2 separate regions of the Rattus norvegicus genome follow, and region 2 is linked to region 1. A link is a contact called in public Hi-C data. All regions are on one chromosome and are shown on one strand. The core of a region is the stretch at or near the end of the contact, and the rest is flanking DNA. Distances in the headings are between cores, read along the strand shown. Region 1 has its middle 21 kb from the start of Ier5. Region 2 overlaps Kiaa1614 (KIAA1614 homolog).

Region 1 (6,741 bases), core at 3,044-5,543:
TCTGTGAGCTTAGCTGATATTTCCATGCAAAGTGCAGGAACTTCATTTGACCCTTTAAGCCTTATCCAGCTCTTAAGTACCCATCCCCCCACCCCCCACCACCCCTCCCACCCCCACTACCATAGGCTGAGCAACAACCATAAAGACATCCTGACAAATTTGTAAGAAAATTGTATTAGTTTTCTGATGCGCTGAATAGAGACGTCTGGATTCCTTTGTTCCCAAGATCACCATGGGTGATAGTTTTGAGTGGGTAGGAAACTTAAGATTGTGGTCAAGCATCATTTGAGTGGCGACTAGAAAAGGTACAGTTGGTTGTCTGTGGAGGAAAAGTGATATTCCGGCTATTCTCTGTCACTTACTATGTTTATTAGTTCATTTGTCATTATTATCATAGAGTATCTGATGCAAACTACAGAGAGAGAGAGAGAGAGAGAGAGAGAGAGAGAGAGAGAGAGAGAGAGATCAGAACTCTATATCTTGCTATATAGACCAGGCTGGCCTCAAATTCACAAAGATCCGCCTGCCTCTGCCTCCTTAGGACTTGGGTCCAAAGCGTGCACCACTACAGGTGGCTGGCAAGGTGATGCTGCCGATATGACTTGGCTCTGGAAGGCTCCTGTGGTGCTATTATGGGGACATATGCAGTAAAAAGAAATTATCTGTCCACATAGAAAGCCACAGAGAGGGGTTGGGGATTTAGCTCAGTGGTAGAGCACTTGCCTACCAAGCGCAAGGCCCTGGGTTCGGTCCTCAGCTCTGAAAAAAAGAAAAAAAAAAAGAAAAATAAAAAAAGAAAGCCACAGAGACTGTACAACAGCAATACATTCCTTAAGTCCTTCTGAGGGCACACCTGTTTGACCTAAACATCTTGAAATTGCTGAACTGGGGACCACATTCTTAGTACCCTTTAAGAATCAAGCATCATCTATCTCAACCATAGAACCATGTGACCTTGTCAAGAAATTCGTCAGCAGAACATGACTACTACACTATCCGCTGACATAGGTGACAGGAAGAAGTGACCATATTTGTGGGAAGGTGCCTCCTTCAGGACAAGCACAGCACAAGAAGCAGCTGTCGCTATGTGAGATAACAGAGCAGTCTCTACAGAACACACAAAGGAAAACACCCAGCAAGCACCATGGCCCCCGCAGGCTTTCACATACACGTGCCCTTTGAGCTCCCTGTTAATACCAGGAGACACAGATCTACACAGATCCACTAGTCAGCTACTGCGCTTTACAAAACTAAGCTGCAGAGAAGCTTAGGATCACCCTGACACAGAGAAAAGGATGGAATTCAATCAGCCTGCTTGAGAAATTCCTACTCTGGTCTTATTAAATAAGCTGTGCAGAGACACAAATGCCAACACAGAGGAGCTCAGAGCCCGGCAACAGAGCCTCAACGCATTTAGCTCAGAGAGGGAGTTACTGCTGAGGACCAGGCAAGTGAGGGAGGGAAAAGGAATCTAAAAAATCTAAATTCACTATCTCGGAGCATCTCACCGGCACAGCTGCTGTGGTCCCGGAAGCCCAGTCCAGCTGCTGCGGGGAGGGAGTGGCCCACAGCCCTTCATGTCCTCTGCCTTTCCTTCACACAGAGCTCAGACAGGAGCCCTTCCATTTCGCGTTTGCTAAAGGCTTACCAGCCCCTGTTTTGTTAGCATTACCATAGATGAGCACCAAGTTGTATCTCTTCTATTAACCAAAATCTAGGAGCTACTTTTAAAAACATACTCTGGTGCCTTTCCTGAACTTGGTTTCCATTATGTGAGTTCAGTCCATTTATCATCTCGTCACTGTTAGACTTACTAGCTTTCAAAACGCCTTTGGATTCTATTATCTATCATGAACCGAAGTACCTGGCCCCCACCAAAGGCACATCTATGTTAATGATTGTACAGGGCTGAATGACTGATTAGAAGCATGACCTTAGAGAGTTAAAATATTGCAGACCTAGAACCAAAATTATCCAGGGCTATCTTTAGTCTTTATATTTTTGTTGTTGTTGTTGTTTGTTTGTTTGTTTGTTTTTGTTACTGTGATGAAATACCATGACCAAAGACAACTTAAAGAAGAGTTTATTTAGGGGTTGGGGATTTAGCGCAGTGGTAGAGCGCTTGCCTAGGAAGTGCAAGGCCCTGGGTTCGGTCCCCAGCTCCGAAAAAAAGAACCAAAAAAAAAAAAAAAAGTTTATTTGGTCTATGATTCCATCAGGAGAAACCACAATGGCAGAGAAGACCCTGGTAGCAGAAGGCTAGAGCAGAAAGCTGGCTGATCACATTTAGGTCACACACAGAAAGCTGGCTGATCACATTTAGGTCACACACAGAAAGCTGGCTGATCACATTTAGGTCACACACAGGAAGCAGAGAGAGAACAGGAAATGGGCGAGGCTATACACCCTCAAAGACCACTCCCAATGACATACATCTAAAATGCTGCCCTTCCTGAAAGTTCCATACCTTCTCAGAGCGCCACCTACTGAGCGTACCCCTACTCGACCTATGTCTCCTGATACCCACCAGCCTGGGGACTATGCTCCAAGCACACAAGCCTTTGAGGGGACAAACAACATTCAAAACTATAGGAACATGTGACCTTGTCAAGGAACAGAACTTCAGCAAAATGGGACAATGGTTTCTGCTGACAAATGCAAGAGCCTCAGGGGTATATGTTCCGTTCAGGCATCCACAGTCCACTAAATTGCCTCCACCTGTATCTAATCTTAAGCCAAAAAAATTAAAAATAAAAATAGCAAACCCATCAGATACCCTTGGATTACATTCTTACAAAAAAGTTACATTTATTTATTTATTTATTTATTTATTTATTTATTTATTTATTTATTTATGTGTGTGTGTGTGTGTGTGTGTGTGTGTGTGTGACTTTCAGGAGTCAGTTTTTTTTGTTCCACTCCCAGTGGAAGACTTGGTGGGAAGTCTAGACACCCCACTGGGCCATCTTGCTGGCAATGGAATGTATTCTTAGCAGACCAATAGTTTCCACCAACCACAGACTATGGATGCCATCAGATAACAGAAACCCGCAGAGTTTTTGGCACTCTCCGATGTGTTTGACAAATGTCTTAATTCACGATGTTCTGTTGTATGACTATAAGAAATTCATACAGTCACCTCAAGAGTGGAACAGGTCCATCTGAATCCATGCTTCTGGGTCAAAGTCACTCATATTTGGCTTCAAATAAACTCTTTTCGTGTCTATTGAAGTGACAGCTGTGTTTTTGGTCCACACTGTGTTGTCTCACTCCCAGTAGACTTTATAGCACCACACTGTCAATATGCATGTGTACACAGTACCTTTCACATCCGGGATACTGGAACCTAGGCTTTGTGGAACCTACATTTTAAGAATGACTGAGAACTAATGAAGGCCAGTAGGACTTAATTTGAATATCGATGACTGTGGTCCATTAAGAAATTGGAGTCAACAAACTTTGTGGCTTTAATGAAAATATATTAGATGAACCAGCTTGTACCTGAAAGCCATCTTATAATAAAGACAAATTAGGCTCATCCCTGCTTATGAATAAATCTGTTTCTCAAGGATTGGGCTATGCCCCACCTGTAATCTGAACTACGGTGACTCTGTACTGCCTGTTCCAGGGACCTTGGCAACCATGTCTTTGGTTCGAAAAGCTGTAATAATCATCTTTCAACCTTACTTTATTTCAAAGGTTTTTATGACTACCTTGCTCTGACCGCCTTGCCATATTTGCTTCTGTAGCCCTGACTATTTTTCCCCATTTGGAAGCCCCTTACCCTTGAGCTACAAAATCCTTGTCTTCCTCATGTACCTGTCTTCCATGTCTTTTCAACCCTACTTTCAGGGAGAGACAGCCCAGGTACACGAATAAAACACTTGCTTTAATAAGTTGGCTGTGATAATTTGGGTCAGTGGTCTTTCTCCTCAAATCTTTGGAATTAACAGTATTATAGTTTGTACAGTGCCGGAGAGAAACTAATAATTCCTTGTGGTAGAAAACCATCTTCCAGGAATTCTCTATGTAGACCAAGCTGGCCTTAAATGAAAAGTTTCCATCATGTGTAGCTAAATGGCTAGTTTACAAATTTTCAATATTTGATTTCAGTTTCACTTGGAAAAGCCAAAATTGGATTAAGGCAGCTTGAGCTTCCTCTTTGGGGAATCCAGAAGGATCAATGACTAACTCCATTTGTTTTTGTTTTGAGTAGGGTGATACGCAACCCAACCACTCAGCCTCTGGGGCTGGCTCTGCTATGACAACTTCCTGTTGTGGATAATACACAGATTATGTATCCATAGCTGTCTGGTGACTAATGGGCAGAACGTGTGCGTAGGTATTTTAAAGCACAGGGGAGGGCTGTGTTTCAGCAGCGGATGCGACTTCAAACGATTGTGTTTTTATTATTACAACCCCTTAAAATTCCCCAGAATCGTCACTTCTTAGAGAATGTTTCTTCTCAATATTCCTGGAATCCTCTATTTATGCTACTGTCGTGTTGCGCAAGGGAAAAGGAGAGAAACAAGAAACAACCATGAGCTTTCACTCAGTTCTGGTAACCCTAGCTTTCGACGTAATACTCAAGAAGGAAACGGGACAGAGACTACTGCTTCAACTTGACTTAATAAAGCATGCCTTATTTCCCTTGGGTTACACTTCCTTTCCCATTTTGGTGGCTTCTGGTCTCATCCGTAGGCCCCGCTGTATTTTCTGTGGGCGAGCTTGGTCTCAGAAACTGTGTTTCTCCTCCCTTGCGCCCTCCGTCACCTCTCCGAGGTCTGGCTGCTGCTACCACACTTGCCTCACACCCAGGCTGGCATTGCCAAGGGCTCCAGGCCAACGCAGCCTTCCAGCTGCCACTCTGTCCCTCAGTGCCAAGACACAGAACCTTCTGGCCCCAAACATTCTCTCACACCCAGCCCCCACAAGGGACAACTGCAGAGGCCCGTGCTGGGTTCAGTTAACTCTGAGTGGGAGGAAGAAGAGAAGAAAGCAGGAAGGAACAAGTCCCCTTACAGGACCTTTCTCCCTACTCCCTCCCAGACAGGCACTGAGAGAAATCAAATATTCTGCTTGGGCATATATAGCTCATATACCTTGCCCAGCATGCTTGAGATTGTAACTCTAATCCCCAGTAACACATGGGGAGGTGGGGTAGAGTATTGACAATGAAATATTCTGCCTGGGCATATAGCTCAATGTTAGAGCCCTTGCTCAACATATCTGAGGCTCTAAGTTCCATCTCAAGAAACATGCACAGCCACACCTGCTCCCTCCCCCACAAATGCACAAATCTAGATTGTTCCTATAAGAGAAGCAGTCAGCCATTTTCATCCTCTATATTCTCCCCTCTCGTTGCCACTCTTCTCCCCTCCCTTAGATTTCTTCCTCTTCCACACAGTCTGCCTTCTCCTTCTATGCCCGTTCTATTTGTTTATATCTAGATTTTTGCAAATGAAAGAAAATATGGAATATTTGTCCTTCTGAGTCTGGTCAAGCACCCCTTATAGCTCTCAAGAAAAACAGTGTCTCAGGAAGACAAGGTATTCAGCTCTGCTATGTATTGAGTTTGAGGCTAGCCTGGGCTACATGAGACCCTGTGTCAGAGAAGAGTGGGAATCTTATTCCTTATTGGACATGGTAATACCTGAGGCATTGTAAGTTCGAGGCAGCCTAAACTAAACCTTGTCTAAAGAAAAGAGAGAGAGAGAATGAGAGAGAGAGAGAGAGAGAGAGAGAGAGAGAGAGAGAGAGAGAGAGGAAACCTCACATAAAAAGCACCGAATTCTGTCCTTTACTGTGTTTACAGGGGAAGAAGGTGGAAGTTGGTAGAATTTGGGATCTAATCACACAAACAGGGCAGAAGCTCAATAAGATCCTAGCTGTAGTAGTACCACCTACCAGCTCAGCCCAGCCCAGACACGGAGACAAGAAGAGCAAGTCTAAGATACATCTTAAAACTGGGGGTAGTGATCTTCAAGTTTATTAAGCTAAGAGTCTTCAGCTGGCAAGACAATCAGCAGGTAGAGGCACTGGCCACCAAGCCTAACCATCCGAGTTTGATCTAGATGGTAGAAATAGCAAACCTATTTCTGTAAGTCGACTTTAGCCCTCCACACGCGCACCTTGGCATACACCACGGTGTGCACGTGCCCCACCCCCACCCCCACACAGTTAAACGTTAATGCTGCTGAAACCCACTGAGAATTCAGACAAAGCTCCGGACTGTTTGCTCCGGGCACCTAGGGTAGCACAGGCTATTTCTCCTCTATGACTTCAGCTGTAAGGTGACACTGTCCTTTCGCGGCAGGACACGTAGACTCACTCATTAAAATACTGTACTGACTCATTCAGGATGTATGTACTGAGTCTCTACTACATACAAGGCATCATGGAAGCTGACCGTGGGATGTTATATAAAGATTTCTAAAATAGACTGTTAACAAATAAACACTGATTATGTAAAATGATTGGGGTAATTTTAACTGGGTGACCTAAGCAGGCCATCTACGTCTCTCCTGTTGGATAGGCGGGCCTTCTTGCTCCACCCTTCCAGATCAATCCAATTACTTCCCCGTGGAGTCCCTTTGTTTTCTAAGGCTAGGGTGAGTTGCTGTGTACAGTGCGGCCTGCGCAAGTGCACAAGGATCCCTTACCAAAAGAGCAAATGGGGTCAAAGCCCACGCTACAGGCCAAGCCATGTGACCTGCCCTGGTTAGTTTTATGTCAACTAAA
Region 2 (6,741 bases), core at 1,219-3,718, 98 kb after region 1:
ACCCAGACAGAGGCTGATCTGTGAACTGCATTTTACATTCATGGTATCTCTGGGTGGCACGTTTCTAGCCCCTCCTACTGTGTGTGTGGGTCAGGGGTCCTGAAGGAGCATCAGCAAGAACAGCAGTACTTCTGGGTCACTGGGGGACAGGCCGTTGTCTCAAGACACGAATCGACAAGCTCTCCACACGCACCAGCAGCTCGTTGATGTGAGCCAAGCCCAGCCCAGCAACCTTGGCCCCGTTCATCTCCAGGATCTCATCCCCTACCCCAAGGAGCCCTGAGTACAGCTTGGCCGTATCCAGGTCAGCCATGTCCTGCACATACAGCCCTGTAAAGGAAAGGGAGGCGGGATGAGAAATCATGCAGAAAACAGTGACATGCCCCTTACAACTGATATCATGTGTCCCCTGTAATCCCCTACCCCACACTTAACCTCATTTCTCTGTGGCCTCTTTCAAAACAGCAAAACCCATGCAAATGATGCTTGAAGACGTTATCCATCTTCTGTTTAGTACGAAGGAACTAATCTTACCCTTTTCTGATAGCAGCTTTTCGGATAGCAGTGTGCACTGTGCTGCTCAAGTGACCCAGGCCCAAAGGCCAAGGCAGGGGACACGTCACTGGAGTATGAAGAGACCAAATCTGGTCCAGAGTCCCTGGCCTCAGGGTCACTCAGTTCCTCACTTGGGCTTTGGTGGCATGTGGCCAAAGTCCATGGAAAATAGATGCCCACATCTACAATGTACTTGCCTGTTTCTTGCACCCTTCGCTCTACCACTCCAAGAGGCTCACCCTGGCCAGCATGATCATTTCTTGGGTTGTAAAATGATCAAACCTGTCAGGGACTCGTGGCTGGCTCCCAAGAAAGCCGTGTTGTAGGAGAGGCCATGGGGGCTTGGGCTGACAAGGCAGGTCTCCAGCCACTGCTGCCACAGCAGTGTCCACCTGAGAGCTGGGCATCTCTGGGGTTCTCCGTCAGCTGCCCTGAGCTGACAGCATATATGGGAGGTTCCTCTGGGGAAAGCTGGAGCCCACTACCATTCTCTCTGTGCGAGCACAGCCAGCCGCTAAGGACAGAGGGGGACAGCCTTTGCGAGTGGCTCTCCAGCAGCTGACAACACAGTGGGGTCTGGGGACAGGTGAGCAGTCCTGACCCCTTCACATAGTGGCTGTCCACATGATACCTTCTCCCAGGCCTTTCCCTAGTCAGGTGCTTGGCACTGGCAGGATGTCTGTTCTGGTGCGTCCATCTCTGGCTTGCAGCATCGTGGACTGTGGGAGGTGGTACCTTGCCTTATGGACCCAGAGGCTCCCCCTTCATTGTAGCCCTGGGTCCCAGAGAAGCCAGCCTCTGAATATGGAGTCTACAAGTCCTTTACTAAAGGTCTGTGGCTATTTGACCCATTTGTCTGAAGTGTGGCTGTCCCTTTTGGAGCCTTTCCATTGAGGCCCCGTCTCCAAATAACCAAGTGCTTACAGTTCTTTGGCAGAAGGCTTTCCCAGTGAGATCCCACCCTGTCCTTGGTCTCCTTTCGTGCTGCTTGAACAGCTAACCTGCTGGGTCTACAGGCTGGTGGCAGGGAGAGCAGAGCCACCCCTACCTCCCATGGGAACCCACAGGAGTGTTTGGTATGCAGCAGGAGAGGCAGGTGGGGAGGAATGACAAAACCCAAAAGAGTGTAGCCACCCAGACCAGACACTGACGTCACTGCAGCCATTTTAGGGAGACCTGGGTAGGCTTCCCAGCTGAAATCGTGACTGGGAGGCAACTCTGGCACATGGTCTGCTGGAGACAGCCTTTGTTAAGGATGTTAGACGCCTATGTGGTAGCTGGTTAGAAGCAGAAGGCAGGGCCTGCTGTTTTCGTGGGTGTGGTGTCAGATGAGATACGTGCCACATTCCTGACTCAGCTTAGCAAGGGGCCAGGGCAGCCCCAGACCACGGCTCCTCTCCTCCGAGGCACAGGGAACTGGCCTAAGCAGGTAGAGGAAGGCCTGAGGTAGAGTGCCAGCAGCCACCACACTGCCTAGCGTGAGACCCCTGTGTGACATATGGTGGCCAAATACAGCAGCAAGAGCGGCGCACCACCTAGTCAGCCTGGATGGCACTCAGTCTGGCTTCCTAAATGTCAGTTCCCTGTTTGCACTGACATCTGACTCTCCCTAGGTCCAGACTGGGGAGGCCCACACCATTCCCAACCACACATGTTTCCTCCCTCCCTCCCTCCCTCCCTCCCTCCCTCCCTCCCTCCCCCCTCTTTCTGTCTCCCTCCCAACTCTCCCAGAAAGTTCAGGTCCCACTAACTGCAATGCAGTCAAATTATAGGCTCCCCCCCCCCACCATCTCCATGGCGACCCTCATGCCATCTGCCATTTGCTCTGTCTCCTGGACTCTAGACATCAGGTCAGTGCCCTTTCCTGTCCCGTTGTGTATTCTCAGCACAGCTAGCTAGCACCTGTCTGTTCTAAAATCTCTTCCAGTAGATGAAGGTGGATCCTCTCCCACTCGGTGAGAAAACTCCAGGTCTCTTAGGACAGGACAGCCTGCAGCCTGCAGCCTCTCTGAGCTCAGCTCCCAGCCAACCTGGTTTCCCTAATGGCAAGGACCATGGCCCTTTAGGACCTTCACACTTGGTTGCCCCTCTCCTCGACTCTCATCTCCTGACCCCACATAGCTCCCCCCTTCTTCTGTCCTGCCTCCACTCGAGTGTCATCTCAAGCCTGTCTACCCAGTTCCGGCCATGCCTGTTTTATTAATCTCTGCTTTTGGGTGCCTTTCACTATGCCGCGCCTGTGATAGAAAACATATGAAACAAACATGTAGTTCTGGCCTGGCACCCTTGCTGGAGTGCACACTTGTGAGGTCTGCTGCGCTGTGACCCCGGCATCCACGAGCCTTACAAGCAGGCACCTGGCACATTCACTGACAGAAGCTGAGTGGTGAACAACAGGGCAGGGGCTAGCACACACGCTGTGCTGCAGAAGCGGCAGCAGGAGGGCTTTCACAGTTAGACAGCCTTGGCCTAGGAGACAGTCGAGCAGGAAGGACTACCTCCCCTCGGCAGGGCACAGCAGCACAGGCTCCTGGGCTTCTCTTCTCAAGTCATCCCTCCCTCCTCTGCCCAGTCTCCCCGAAGCTAAGCCTACCCTGGGGATAGCTTTCAGGGGTTCTTGTACCCAAACACATTCAGGACCATGGGCTTAGCCTGGGCAGGTCAGGTTGCCATGAAGGATTCCTGGATGTAGAGGGGCCAAGAAGTAGTCAGAACTCACCAATATTGCTATTGAATTATCTTACAGTGGGCAACCGAGCCAGGCACCTGGAGCCACCGTCCATGTGAACAAAGCCTCCAGGAGCTGGGGAGGGAGGACTGTGGACAGGACTGCAGACAGGCAGGCCCACTCCACAAGCCCAGACACACCAGCTGGAGGACCGGACGGTTGGAATACATCAACCACATCAAAGCAAAAGCAGAGAACTGGCATGCACAGACAGTTTTCCTCTGCCCCTCTGGAACAGCCTTGAAGGCGCTGATCTCAAGATGTCACAGGGCGGCTGGGGGACATTGGAGTCAAATCTGCCAGCTCCACCCCCTCAGCAGGGGCGGCTCCTGGGACCTGGCACCCAGGAAGAACTTCTGGAAGGACAAGGGGAGCTTTTCCCCATTGCCTAGAAGGAACTTGACCACACCCCAGGTACTTTGCTGAGGATCCCCACAGCATACCTGAGTCTCGCCGGCCACTGCCATAGGCCACACAGAAACCAAAGGTGCCCTCTGGGGGTCGCTGCAGCTGCAGCTGGCTTGTGCCATCTGGGAACACCTCCACCACTCTGCCCACAGTACGAGCCAGGCTGGGGGCACCCACATCTTCTACACTGAGGGCACGACGGGGAAAGGCCTTGGCTGGCCTACAAGGAGACCAAAGACAGTCACGATGGGGTTAGGTAACAACAGTTTTTCTTGTCCCTAAGGTGACCCACATCTCTGATATAGGAGCCTGACACTAGAAGCTGGTTTCTCTGACCTCAGCCAGCAAAATGAGCTCCCTGGGATGGAGACAGGCAGTTCCCACACCTGCTGGTGGCTCCTCAGGCCAGAGAGACTTGAAGCAAGGACGGTGGTCTCTAACATCTTAGAAAGAGACCTCTGAGAACCTGAAGAAAGCTGTATTTTGATACAATGTTTTCAGGAGCCCTTCCCCCACAAAGTCCTTCCATGAAGCCCTGAGTAAAAGCAGATAGCCAAGAGGGCCTGATGTCAAATCTTTGGCTGTGTTTAAACTCTGAACACTGACTTCAGGATGTCATCGGACAAAGGAGAGAGGCTTCAAGGCTGCCAGCACCACCTTCCAGCAAACCTGTGCCTCTCGGTGCTCACCGCACATGGCAAGGGCACAGAGGTGTCATTCTGAGATGTCTGTGTCACTTTGTCTCTCCATATTAGAGATTTGTGGAGGGCAAGACTCAGCTACTCTGCTTCACTTCCTCTTAAAGAGACAAACGGGCTCAGGGCTATGGTACCACTCCAAGTTTATTCTTTGGGTCACTTGTGCCACGCTTACCTGCTGGGTGCACTGCTGTCCCCTGACCCTTCTACCAGGTAAAGGCTAGACCGGTCTCCCTTGCCACCTAGCAGAGAATGGAGGTTCTGGAAGGAAGTTGTTCTCCGATGCTGATGGGAGGGTGACACCTAGTGGGGAAGGCCCAATATTACAGGTGAGAAGAAAAGCCTGGGAAGGGGATTTGCTGGGAACCATAAACCCGAGGTCACTCTAAGAAAACACTGTTTGGTGCCAGCTTTGGTGAGCACACCCGGGTGCCTAGCAAGAGTCAGCAGGTCCTGCTCATGGAGATGGGACTGCACAGGCATCCAAAGCATTCAGCACTAAGCTTGTGCTTATCTTACAATGCAAACTTAACTAGCACTCAGAAGCCTCCGCTGGAGGCTCAGGAGCTTAAGACCAGCCAGAGAGACACAAGGAGATCCTGTCCAAAGGGGAGGGGCTGGGCACGTGGCTCTCTGGTAGCACACTTAAGACACACCCTAGAGCAGAATGCTTTCAGCTGGGAATAGGGTGAGCTAGGTAACGTGATAGCTCCGGGATAGCGCCAGGAGCTTATAACTGGGAGCAGAGAGGCTTTGACCCAGAAGGTATGCGGACAGAGGAGGAGCTGGCCCAGAGAGAGGCTGGAAGCTAGAGCTCACTAGCTGAAAAAAACAGGACAGGTGCCCAGGCAAAAGAAAGACAGCACCAGAGAAGGCATGGGATACAGGAAAAGGCATGGGGACACGGGAGGAGGCATGGGGACACAGGAGAAGGCATGGGACATGGGAGGAGGCATGGGACATGGGAGGAGGCATGGGACATGGGAGGGAGCATGAGACACGGGAGAAGGTGTTGTATGTGCTGGTTAGGGGTGAAGGCTCAGGCATTTGTGCTTCTGGGAGAGACTGGTTTTTCTCTTAGCTTGATTTTTCCCCAGTTTTTGCAAGTTTCTGTGCCATCCTTCCTGCATGTTTTAGCCTTTTTTAACCAGGCTGCTCTCTGCCTTCAGCCACTCAGCTTAAACTACAGCAAGACCTTGGAGACCCAGGAGACATTGTCGTTTGCCTTGAGGGGCTTATGGAGAAACTCCTGTGATAAGAAATGCAAAGGCCACAGCTCACAGCTCCACACCTGAGAGGTCTAACGGGAGTTCCCAGAGGCACGAGGTCATGCTGTGCTGTCTTCATTCCCAGCCCACCCTCGCTTCTCCAGTCAGCTGACACTCACCACACAGGACTTCCACTCCTAGACACTGCCCTGAGTGAAATCAGTCCATGGACTGCCATTCACCCTGCGTTCTCTCCCCTCCTCGGCCTTTGAAATGAAAGATTCCAATGCCTTAGACTAGCAGCTCTCACCCTGAGGGTGGAGGCCCCTCTGAGGGTTGAACAACCTTTTCACAGGGGTCGCATATCAGATATCCTGCATATTTTCACACTGACAGTTACACTGTGATTTGTAACACTAGCAAAATTAGTTACAAAGTAGCAACAAAAATAATTTTATGGTTGGGAGTGGACACAAAATGAGGAACTGTATTAAAGGGTCGCAGCATTAGGAGGGAGTAGAGAACAGAGTAGCTCCGAGCATGGAGCAGGCTTGTGGAAGCCTGGTAGAGGAGAGTGTGCTGAGGTGATTTGCTAGGCCTGGCATGCAGAAGGAGAGATGTTTAGTGCCTTGTGTTCACTGAACCTGAACTGGGTCCACTAGGTACTGAGACAGTCCTGGGGGCAGAGACATCATATTCCAGTGAGGGGAGAGAGGTGTGGAGGAATGAAGCACTGTGTGAGAAGGCAAACAGCAGAAGCCCCTCAGCCTGAGGGCTGTGGTGACTTCTAAAGGAGGCACACCTTGAATACCAAGGAAGGAACTGATAGATGTCATCAGGCAGAGACAGTAGAGGCAGTCAGGTGCAGATTCAGTCAGACTATGTGATCTGACTGCAGAAGGGCAAAGGGGTCTATTCAACAGAGGCCGAGAGTGTTCTGGGAGACTGAGGAGAGGTAAAAGCAGCAGATGGCAGGTCCCCTCACAACACTGGTGGTCTCAACTCTGTTCTGACCATGATAAATGACCAGGTTTGTGCATCCTCAGAAAACCCACTATGGAGGCCACCCGGAGAAAGACCAGAACAAAGAGGCCAGTCAAGGCTTGCTGTGACATTAGAGATCGTAATTGTTGGGGTTGGAAAG

The links. Hi-C and Micro-C count contacts between places; a contact is called where the count stands out from the background.
Region 2: a contact with region 1 is called in a Hi-C map of psoas muscle, with 1.8 times the contacts expected there. The contact joins two enhancer-like sites. A contact is called at or near these places in 2 of 12 Hi-C or Micro-C datasets (hepatocytes and psoas muscle).

The regions. Positions count from the first base shown.
Region 1 is chr13:69,839,883-69,846,623 of GRCr8, forward strand. No RefSeq gene overlaps it. Among named protein-coding and RNA genes, the nearest start is that of Ier5, 21 kb to the left of the region's middle. Within about 2 kb of position 4,294, at least 36 of the 93 cell types and tissues checked have an H3K27ac peak or open chromatin away from gene starts, as enhancers often do.
Region 2 is chr13:69,940,138-69,946,878 of GRCr8, forward strand. It overlaps Kiaa1614 (KIAA1614 homolog), which reads right to left. Exons shown (of 10, transcript NM_001427644.1): 8 at 4,565-4,692; 9 at 3,727-3,911; 10 at 1-330. The coding sequence ends at 137. Among named protein-coding and RNA genes, the nearest start is that of Kiaa1614, 28 kb to the right of the region's middle. Within about 2 kb of position 2,469, at least 11 of the 93 cell types and tissues checked have an H3K27ac peak or open chromatin away from gene starts, as enhancers often do.